Linked DNA regions of Mus musculus: all the other regions are linked to region 1. A link is a contact called in public HiCAR-type and promoter capture Hi-C data. All regions are on one chromosome and are shown on one strand. Each heading gives the region's core, a stretch centred on a gene start, on an enhancer-like site or on the middle of the called end of the contact. The rest is flanking DNA. Distances are from core to core; before and after follow the strand shown.

Region 1 (2,709 bases), core at 149-2,648:
GATTCCAAACCCTTTGGTGGTCTTTAACAGGTAACATCCTCTATTAATTTATGATCTAGCCAACTGAGAGTGGTATGTGACACATCTGAAACTTCGTGGAGAATTTAAGGCTTTATTTTAAATTTTTGTCTATAAAAGTCTTTCAATCAACCCAATGAGTATGACTTCCATGCTTGGTGATGGGGAAATGATGCAAAATAGGCCTCTAAGTACCATTTTGATTACTTCGTCAGACACAGAAGTAAACCTTCCAAGTTTAACAGCCTCAATAAGAGAACTGAAGTAACCATTACCAATGATACGAAAATTGACAAGGGGGGGGTGGGATTTAAGAATAAAGGTAGTATATTTAAGCCAAACCTGGATATTCTTCCTAACACTATCCTTGGAAGTTCCAGTCAAATGAGCCAAATACCTTACTTAACATACATCCCTTACATAATCGTCTCATTTAAAGGCACATCTATTCTGTTCCATACTACCCTAATTTTTAAGGGTCTTTCTCTTGGCCTTCACATCTTCTCCACCTGGATACAGCACTAACTGTTGCCAAATGAATGAATGAAATAAACATGTTCTAACTGACCAGGTACTTGGTGGAAGCTGATCTCAAAACACAATAGACCGGCAGACCAGAATTCTACTGAAAAGATCACTTAATTTCAGAAGTAAAAATAGAAACTACCGGACACTGTGCAGTCAACATGATATTAAATTCCCGGTGGGATGGGAAACTTTCGGGAATAACAATGTAATGCGTTCCTTACGGTACTTTACAATGGACTTGGTTCTACCTTGTCTGGACTAGGAACCCAAGCGCAAGACAAAGGGACAGCGGCGGGGGAAAGTCAAAAGGTCAGCGGCAGGCGCCCCTCTCAAGGCGCGGCCCGCAGGCCGGCGCGCTCGCGGCCACCCGGCTCTTCTCGGCGTCGCGGCACTCACGTCCGCACAAAGAAACCGCCCACAGTCAAAACACGCTCCCCGTGGGTGCGGGAGACGTATGCACGGTCGCGTCGGCCCGACCTCCGCGGGAGCACCTCCGAACTTGCCGCCCACCCGCTCCATTTCCCCCCGCGCGACGTGGAAGCCGGCCGGAGCGGTGAAGCCAGGTCGCGCGGAGTGGACCACGCCCCCCGCTGCCCCCGCCGCCCGCGCTATTGTTCCCGCGCCGCCCCCGCCCCGCGCGCGTTCCCGGGAGGGGGTCACGGCCGGGGAAAAGCGGCGGCCGCCCGAGCCGCGGCGCCCGCGCACTCACCCGGCAGTGCAGCCAACGGCGACCTGGAAGCCCGTAGCGGAGAACGGCGCCGTCCTGCGGTGGCCGCGGCCGCTACTCAATCCTGTTCGCGGCTCCGCGTTTCGGCCGCAACGTCCGGCCTCGGCCGCTCCGCTGACTAACAGAGACGCGGGCCGTCAACGCGCACGCCCGCCCACGTCATCGCGCAGGGCCCCGCCTCCGCGCCGGCGAGCGGCCTAGGGGCGGGCCAGCCCCGGGGGCCCGGATTACGAGGGCGTGGCCCCGCGACTTGGGCGTGGCTACACTGGGGGGCGGGCTGCAGTAGCGGAGGTTTTCCCCTGAGGGCGGGGCCGCGAGCAGCGTCTGGGCGGCCGCGTGTGAGGGGCGGGGCCGGGAGCAGCAGGGGGCGGGTCTGCGATGGCACGTGGCGGCGCGTGGCGGCGAAACACCAGTCATAGCTTAAGCCTGCATGGTTGCTAGCCTCGCGGGGAGGAGGGGTTAGTGTTTGAAGGTCAGGCACGCGTGCCAGGGCACACACCTGAACCACGGAGAGTCCTGGTTTGACAGATACTCTTCAAGGGCCTACCACCCACCAAGGAGTAGATGTTCTCTAGCTCCCTGGAAGAAGTTACCTCCTTTTACCCCCCAAACCCTCCTGCTCCAGATTTTTTGCCTTACCTGATTTACCTGCAAGTCCTTGCGGCTCTCGCAAATATTAACTATTCACGGATAAACTGACGAGCCTCGACAATGGATGGAAAGGTATTTAAATCACTATCATTCATGAGGCAAAATATATTTAGCACTTTAAAGAGTTCAAAGGCATTCTCGCCAACAACGGAGAATATCACTAAGAGAAAGAAGCAACACATACATATAGAATGATTCTACGTTTATATAAAATATATTACATGCACAGTATATTAAACTTGGAAAAAAAGTATGACAATTGCTTTGACAGTAGGAAATAAAGGGCAGTCTCTCTTACACCTGTGTAGTATACTGTGATTTCCAAAATATACAAATATGTATTGAGTAAATTCAGGTAGACTGTTCCCATTACATGTTAAAATGGTCTTTCTCCAGGGATGCTATCATGAAGCAAATGTGAGCACTCATTCATTTATTCTCCCCCCATTTTATCTCTCAGCAATTTTTTAATTTTAATTTCTTATTTCTCCAGTAAATATTTTATTGCTTGCCTATTCTCTTAAAGGCAGTGTACTAGCACTAGCAATAAGTAGAACTTATAGAGAATTCTTGTGGTATCAAGATAATAAACTATACACCAAATCAAATCGACACTAAAATGCAAATTAAGGACACATCCAACTATGAAAGGAACCAATGTATTAATAAGGCCAGGAAAGCCTTCTCTAAGGAGCTGCCTCCTAATTTGAGAACAGGTTTGACCAGGGATTATGTCCGAGTTAACTTGATGTGCGAACAAGGAGTTCCAGAACGGGGTAGACTGG
Region 2 (2,709 bases), core at 80-2,579, 490 kb after region 1:
TGGAGATACAGCTTTTAAACACTGTCTTTGGGCTAACTCAAGCAGCCTTCATAGGAGAGAAACCATCTCTGGACATAGAGTCAGTCTCAGAACTGCCCAACGGCTCCTGTGAGCTCCAACTTCTCTGTGGGTCTCCTGGCTGAGAATCATGATCTAGGTGACCTTCCCATCAACATGAACCAAGTTGTCCTCTGAATACCCATACACACACACACACACACACACACACACACACACACACAAAACACACAACACACACAACACACACACACACACATACACACACACACACAAAACACACAACACACACAACACACACACACACACACACATACACACACACACACACACACAACACACACACACAAAACACACAACACACACAACACACACACACACACATACACACACACACACACACACAACACACACACACACACACATACACACACACATAACACACACAACACACACACACATACACACACTCACACTTGTGCACTTGCATATACCAGCACCACACAGACCAGGGTCAAGGCTGGTCAATATGCATCAGATACATATGTTTGTGGTACTAATAAGCATCTAGCCTGAACACAGAGCTTCCCTTCACCCCACCCCCACTGCAGCATGGTCAGCATCAGCACTGGAGGGTGGTTGAACATAGCTACCCACTGTCAGGAGCTGACAGTGGCCTACGTGTATGCAAACACATCTTCTTAAAGGAGACTCAAAGGGCTGAGGCCACAGCTCGGAAGAACAGTGGGGACAGGAGGTACCATCTGTGTTGGCTGGGACGTCACCAGTCCACTGAATGTTCTGGGCCCATGCACACTCCATTCTCAGTACTCAGGAGCTCTTTCCTCAGAGGCCAGTGCCTAGATACACTGCCGGGTTCCGATACCATAAGGACCAGACTTCGTCTAACCCTGATGCAATCTCCCCCATCACCCCACCTCCCTGACCCCCACAGTTTGTGTCATCTTCTGGGTACTTGGTGAGCTTTCTATATCTGGGGAACTCCCCAGCCTCATTTTCTGAATTCCTTGTTTCTGTGGTCCACCAGGATACGGTCTGTGTGCCCCTGCCTGGAGAGTCTTCTGAACGAAGCCAGCTAGGAAAGGAACAAAGATTCTAATTAGGGTGGATGACCCTCCGGAGAAATGCCGATCCTTTACAGTAGTCAGCATCCTTTCCACCAGCCCCTAGTGCTGGTCAGATGTTTATACAGTCTTCATTAAAGAGAGCTGCCTGAGATAAGAGGTCCGAGCAGAGCATCCACACCCAGATAAGAAGAGTGGAGGATTGTTGGGGAGACCGTGAGACAGCCAAAGTCTTGGCTAAGCAGTCAGCAGGACAATGTGGGCCTATTCCTCCCGGGCTCCTCGTTGCACCAAGTGATAGACCACAGCAGCCCCTCAGGCCCCCTTCAGGGCCCAAGATGTCCCCTGGGGCCTTCCGGGTGGCCCTGCTCCCGCTGTTCCTGCTGGTCTGTGTCACACAGCAGAAGCCGCTGCAGAACTGGGAACAAGCATCCCCTGGGGAAAATGCCCACAGCTCCCTGGGATTGTCTGGAGCTGGAGAGGAGGGTGTCTTTGACCTGCAGATGTTCCTGGAGAACATGAAGGTGGATTTCCTACGCAGCCTTAACCTCAGCGGCATTCCCTCCCAGGACAAAACCAGAGCGGAGCCACCCCAGTACATGATCGACTTGTACAACAGATACACAACGGACAAATCGTCTACGCCTGCCTCCAACATCGTGCGGAGCTTCAGCGTGGAAGGTATAGTGCTTCCTCCAGGGTTCCGTGGGGTGGGACATACTGCACCCTGCCCCCCACAGTGAAGTGGCTCTGCCGTGTGGGACGGTCACTGACCACGGCAGACCTTCAGGTTTCTGTGGAAGTGACTCCCAATGAAACAGGGAGAAAATACGAATTCCCTGTTCATCATTTGCGTGGCTAATGGCTTCCCTACAGGGCAGTGCAAATCATGGGCCCTGTCCATCAACACTAAAGGATCTGGTGCACAGCTCCTCCTCCGGGCCACATCCACAGTTAACCCCATAGGTACCCAGTATACCAGGTTTCTGCTTCCCTCTGTTCACTCCCTCTCTGCCTCATTTCCCTGTTTCTGCTTCAGCCTCCTTTGCTCTGCTTCCTGCCTCTCCTACTTCCCCCTCCCTCCTCTCTCTCTCCTCTTCTTCCCTCTCCTCCCTTTTCTTTCCACTTCCTCTTCCCTTCCTATCTTCCTCTCTCCTTCCCTGTCTTCTTCTGACTTAGAAATAGATCATTCATTTAGCCTGCAATAAACTTGTATATTTTTTCAGCTTTAAAAGGAAACCAGGTTTTCTCTTATAAAATGCATTTTAGAACTAGATTGTAAAATGTCAATAGAGTAGAAGAGGCAGTGGGCAGTGTGTCTGTCCAATATGTTTTCGGTGTGAAGTGTCGTTGATTTAGGAAGATTAGATAATAAACACGGAGGTGAAGTCTGTAACTGACAACTCACAGAACACCAGAATCCACGTAGTATGAGTTACTGAAGAGAAAGCTGGGATTGCTAGGGCTGAGGAACCCGGGTCAGGCACCCTTTGCAAGGTCACGTGGCTGGCCCTACGTCCTGCATAGAACCAGCTGCATAGAACCAGCTCCCCTTCTTCTGGTTTGGCATCTTGCTCTGAAGGACCAGGAGCCCAAGGCCTCTCTC
Region 3 (2,709 bases), core at 57-2,556, 480 kb after region 1:
GTCTTTCTAGCCTGCTAAATTCTGTGGACTCCTCTCCTAAAGAATGTTTTTAAATGCACAAAATGGAATTCCCAAGTTAACAGAGAAAACCAACAGTACTCTAATATATAAAAATATCTTAAAGCACCTCTGCAGCATGACAATAATAAATATTCTATTTCATTAATTCCTTAATTAGCAGGGCCCAAGACTTGTTGTAATTTCAATAGTGTTTAAGCAAAAAATTTACTTTGGGAAATCTGGAAAACCTTCCCAGGTCCAATGAAAATATCTAACTAATGTCTATCTGTGAAAAGCCACAGCACTTGCCACTATGACTGCTTTCTTGTTCACATAACATTAGAAATTACTATGTTTCAGTTAAAGTTGGTAAAAATGACCAGATCTTCCCCCACCAGGACCCCGAATTCTATCTATAGGGAGGTAAGTTTGCTAGAGTGAAGCACCTTTGGGGCTGCCCTTCTGCCCCGGGACTAAGCTGCCCTAGCAGGGGTCAGCGACACCCTACACCAGCACTTCATTCGGAACTCTTTTTCAAGAAAACTGTGGGCTTTTTCTCCTCCTTCCCTGACGCTTTGAAACTTTTTACAAAGTAAATTGAAAGCATGCCCTTTTCTTTTTTAAGCAATCCTGTCCGATGTTTTCTACAGACCTTTCCTGTGTGTCTTCAACAAGTGGAAACACCGTTGCCAAAGAAAGGGTCAAGTTAACCTGATGATTCTAATTTTGTGTTTTGATCAAGATCTTGCTTCCACCGATTTAGGTTGGTTGAGCTTTGGAAACACACACACACACACACACACACACACACACACACACACACACCTTCTGTTGTTAAATCGCCGGAGCTCCTGTTCCCAAGACTGCACCTTTGCATTTTGAGCACACACTAGCTCAGAGACAACTAGGCACACATGGCCTCTGGGTCCTCATGGGGGAGCTGTCATCTTCCAACCACATAGCCATAGCATGCCATTGCAGGGACAACCCCGCAGGCGGGCCCCCTCCAAAGCCCGCCCAGCCCCCGCGACGCCCTGGCTCAGCTGCAGGCAGCGACACTCCGGAGCCGGCTGCGGGGCTAGTCTCCGGCTCTCGGCGGGGGAGCGGGGAGCGCGCCCGCCCACACCCACGGCCCCCACACTCGGGAGCGCACACCCCGGCGCGCGCACGCCCGCACACCGGGACGCACGCACAGCACACCGGGGCCACAGACCGTCTCTTGGCGGCGGCGAGTGGGGACACAGCAGGATCCCCGCCCCCCGCACCCCCGAGGGCGCTATCGGCCACCTCGCCCCGCCCCGCCCCTCGAACTCGCCAGTCCCGGCGCCGCTCCGTGGGCTGCAAAGTTTGCAGCGCGAGGCCGTCAAGGGAGCGCGCCGGCGCGGGCTCGGCTGAGCTCCACGCGGCTCAGGATAGCCGTGGTCGCTGGCCCGGCGGCGCGGATGCTCGGCGCACAGCGCTGCTACAGAGAGCCAATCCCGATACCTCGAGTGGGGTCATCCGGGCTGTCCGAGTCCCACAGGGACACTCCAGCCGCGGACGAGGTGCACAGCCAACACTGAGCCCTCCTTGTCTGTTCTCCTGGGCTCAGACCCTTCACCACCGTTACTCAGCCATGGCTCCAGGTCCTGCTCGGATCAGCTTGGGGTCCCAGCTGCTGCCCATGGTGCCGCTGCTCCTGCTGCTGCGGGGCGCAGGCTGCGGCCACAGGGGCCCCTCATGGTCCTCATTGCCCTCGGCAGCTGCCGGTCTGCAGGGGGACAGGGACTCCCAGCAGTCACCCGGGGACGCAGCAGCCGCTCTGGGCCCAGGCGCCCAGGACATGGTCGCTATCCACATGCTCAGGCTCTATGAGAAGTACAACCGAAGAGGTGCTCCACCGGGAGGAGGCAACACCGTCCGAAGCTTCCGTGCCCGGCTGGGTAAGTAGAAGATGCACCGGGAGTCCTAATCCATCAGTTCTCTATCTGTTTTCTCTGTTCCTTCGCAGCTTTCTTCTCCCTTCCTTTCTTGTACTGACTTTTAATTCATCTTTCCACTGACAATCCACTCAGTTCCCTGAACCAGGCCAGAGCTTGCAGTTGGGACAAGTGGTACTTGGTGGCAGACCTCCTGTCCCTGGGAGCTTGCACAACTGCTGGACAACTATCAGCATATACTCAAGGCTTTAGGCACAGAATGGAGATGGGCATGGACTGAGGACCATCCGTGCCATAAGTTGTGCTGGCACTTGCTGTATGGGGGTCACAGGGATTGCTCAGCGAGTCACAAGGCAGCACCAGTGGAAGTGCCAAGCACGGAGCCCGGATAGGAAGCTTGATTTGGGTAGCAAGAAAGCACAGAGCACTAAGAGCCTGTGACCTCAGGACGGAAAACTTCAGAAGAAAGGTCTCAGAAAAGGTCCAGAAGCACCTTGCCCAGGTCCTGGTCCATGCCCCACTTTACTCTCTTCACACCTAGGGATGAACTTGCCAGAGGCCATTTGACAGAGGCTCTCCCCACCCTCTTCTTAGGGAAGGTGGCTCTGAGCCCCAGCCCACTAACTTTGGGCTGAGAAGCCCTTGCAAGGCCCGGGCTAAGTGCGGGAGTGCTGAGGAAGTGAAGTCTGGGAAGCAGGTGGTGAGAAGACCCTGGTTGTCATGGTGACTGCTCATGGTTTCAGAATGCCTTTCCAGAAAATGTGGGCAGGGGTCTCCTGCAGTCCTGTCT
Region 4 (2,709 bases), core at 147-2,646, 260 kb before region 1:
ACACTCATGCATACAGTATACTCTGTGTGTGTGTGTGTGTGTGTGTGTGTGTGTGCGCGCGCGCGCGCGCCTAACTTCAGGCTAAGTTCAAAAAAGTATAAAATAAAGCCATATATAGTTTGGGTTACCTTTCCGTTGCTGTGATAAAACACCATGACCAAGACAAGTTACAAAAGAAAGCATTTAATCTGTTGCTTACAGGTTCGGAGGATTAGAATCCATGATGTCAGAGCAAAGGAACAGTGGCAGGAACAGCTGAGAGTCTAAAAATCACATCCAAGAGGCAAAGAGAGAGGCCCTCACTAGAAACAAAGGGAGAGGACTTTTGAAACCTCAAAGCCCGCCCCCAGTAACTCACCCTTTCCAACAAGGCCACACCTCCTAACACTTCCCAAACATTTCCACCAATTAGAGACCAAGTATGAAAATATATGAGCCTAAGGAAAGCACTCCCATTCAAACTACCAGACATGTATTAAACAATTTAGAGATAGTGGAGGAATCAGAAATAAAAACAAGGAAACAATAATCCCAAAGCTGGGACAGAGGGTCATTCAGGCTAAACACCTATACACACAAGATAATAAAATAAGGTTTTTTTAAAATTTAATAAAAAAGAAAACTCTTTTAGGCCCATAGGAGGTCAGACCAGACACCAAGGATGTAAAGACAGGAGAATTTTTCCCACACTTGAGCCCACACCCAACTCTCTGGCTAGTCCCCAGCCCCCAGCACACCCTTCACTGCAAGGTACCACACTGACCTCCAAGCCTTCCTGAAGGCTTTTAAGAGCAATTCTCAGAAACCACAGTGCAGGGCTGGGCTCCTTCAGTGTCCTCTCAGCAGATGTGTGCCCTCCCTGTCCATCCTGCACATTCCTCCAACCCACTTTATGTCACCGCACCGGCATCACAGGCCCCATCTGTAACTTGTCTCTTTACTAGTTCATTGGACGTAAGTGGATAGAAATGGAGACAATTATACTTGAAATATTCCCTAGAAAGACAGTACCCAACGCCCAGTCATCACTTCGGAAAGACTGGGACAAAGGATTAGGTTCTTGAAAGCTGGGTTTTGAAGGAGAAAGGGATCAATCCTCAGTGGCCCAGATGCTGCTGTTAATGAGAAACATTGGAATTCAAAGGCTGCGTGTGATAACGCAGGTGAAGAAATGCCACCTTAAGAGACTTCTACTTACCAGATCCTGGGGCAGGCAAGGGTGGGGCCAGCTAAGGGCAAGACCAGGTCTGCCCAGCTGCCCCGAAGGCCAGGGTGGGTGGTCCACCCTTCACAAGCTACACCAGGGCTATGAGAGGAGCGTCTCAGTCAGTGTCCCGTTCTATACCTTGACAGTGGCACAAGCCAGAGTTAGTTTTCCCCAGCTGTGGCAGACTCCTACCTCTCAGCAGAGTCTAAAGAAGGGACTTAACCCGTGGTCAGAGGGTAAGGAATGATCTAGTGCCTGGTCAGCTCAGCAAAACTCACAAGTGACAAGGGTGCTGAGAGGCACTGACCACAAGGACCTCCTTCACCGCTCACTTCCTGCCAATCGTCCCTCCTCTCTGCCACCCCGCATTCAGACTAAGTACTGATGGTCACACATGTGCTCCACAGTTGGCTTTGCAGGAAGCAGCGGGGCAGTCTACCGCAACAAACAGCCCCCACCTGGCTGATCTCTCTTATCCAAGATCAGAAAGACGTACCTGGAGGGTGGTGGTCAAAGCCTGCGGATGTCACATGGTGTGAGTGCTTCTATCCCCAGCCTCCAATGGCTCAGCTCAGGGGAACAGACCAAGACCTGGCCTCGCATGGCAGCCATCAACAACAGTGTTTCATTATGAATCACTTGTGCTGGGTTTCTCTTCATTTCCTGGAGAAAGCAGAAGTGGGAAGTCAGCAGATGCCTGCCCTTCCCATCCTTCCCTCCAAGGAGCCAATGACAGAGCTGCTTCACCAATGACTGGCAGGACAACATGGGTTTCACAAAAGCTCCCCTGAGACTGTGTGTTTGGTGATCAAGCAGAGCCAGGTGGGACCTAGGAACAGAAGGGAAAGTACAGCCTGGTGCCCATGTCTGAATTCCGCCTCTGCTGCTTACTAGCTGTGTGCCCAGCAGGCTGGGGTCCGTATGGCTCCTCGTCCTAACCCTCAGCCTCCCAGTCCTAATTTCAAATCCCTAGGAACTAAATCTAAATGCCTTCCCTTCTCTAAATGGTAAGGTATGGGAGCAGGTGTGTGGAATACCAATATGGAAGAATGGCTCTTTCTAAGACCCCAGCAGAGTTCTTAATGTCTCCACAGGATGGAGAAGACTAGATTGGAGCAGAAGCTTAGAGAAAATCAGAAACGTCTTTGTAGATAAGCCAGGCACAGGGGGGACTGGGGGAGACAAAGCCAAGGGTTAGGGGTTGCAGGAGTGTGAGGCTCAGAAACACACAAAGGAGAAAGTGGGGTGTTCTCCTGATGAGGTGACTTCATTCGTGCAGGTGATGTTCTGCCCAGATGACCCACAGGACAATGTGGGTCAGTAGGGGAAAGGGCAGGGTCCAGGCACTTATAAGAGCAGAGAGGAATCTCTGATTGGATGTTGCAGCCTTGTGCCTTTACAATATGCACATTCCCATAACTCCAGCTTTTCCTATGGGGAAAGTTTCACACTCGGGCTCAGCAAACAACTCAGGCCCAGTGCAGAAGCCACCCACCAGGGGA

What was found. Promoter capture Hi-C pulls out the DNA fragments that hold promoters and counts their contacts. HiCAR-type assays count read pairs that join an accessible place to other places. Capture Hi-C pulls out chosen DNA fragments and counts their contacts.
Region 2: a contact with region 1 is called in a promoter capture Hi-C map of adipose tissue. The contact joins the promoter of Gdf2 here to the promoter of Mapk8 in region 1. A contact is called at or near these places in 3 of 39 promoter capture datasets (3T3-L1-derived adipocytes, cranial neural crest and hippocampal neurons), 1 of 115 datasets of contacts at active chromatin or transcription factors (astrocytes) and 1 of 9 other capture datasets (adipose tissue).
Region 3: a HiCAR-type map of astrocytes shows a contact between it and region 1, with 2.2 times the contacts expected there. The contact joins the promoter of Gdf10 here to the promoter of Mapk8 in region 1. A contact is called at or near these places in 3 of 39 promoter capture datasets (cranial neural crest, hippocampal neurons and trophoblast stem cells), 1 of 484 Hi-C or Micro-C datasets (embryonic stem cells), 1 of 115 datasets of contacts at active chromatin or transcription factors (astrocytes) and 1 of 9 other capture datasets (adipose tissue).
Region 4: a contact with region 1 is called in a promoter capture Hi-C map of the HPC-7 cell line. The contact joins the promoter of Wdfy4 here to the promoter of Mapk8 in region 1. A contact is called at or near these places in 3 of 39 promoter capture datasets (the C10 cell line, the HPC-7 cell line and pre-B cells) and 1 of 484 Hi-C or Micro-C datasets (B cells).

Annotation. Positions count from the first base shown.
Region 1 is chr14:33,445,760-33,448,468 of GRCm38.p6, forward strand. Mapk8 (mitogen-activated protein kinase 8) reads right to left here and starts at 1,399. Exons shown (of 12, transcript NM_001310454.1): 1 at 1,256-1,399.
Region 2 is chr14:33,939,710-33,942,418 of GRCm38.p6, forward strand. Gdf2 (growth differentiation factor 2) reads left to right here and starts at 1,330. Exons shown (of 2, transcript NM_019506.4): 1 at 1,330-1,784. The coding sequence starts at 1,442.
Region 3 is chr14:33,922,281-33,924,989 of GRCm38.p6, forward strand. It overlaps Gdf10 (growth differentiation factor 10), which reads left to right and starts at 1,307. Exons shown (of 3, transcript NM_145741.3): 1 at 1,307-1,922. The coding sequence starts at 1,616. Gm30031 (a long non-coding RNA gene) reads right to left here and starts at 819. Exons shown (of 4, transcript XR_001781214.1): 1 at 1-819.
Region 4 is chr14:33,183,670-33,186,378 of GRCm38.p6, forward strand. It overlaps Wdfy4 (WD repeat and FYVE domain containing 4), which reads right to left and starts at 1,397. Exons shown (of 59, transcript NM_001146022.2): 1 at 1,199-1,397.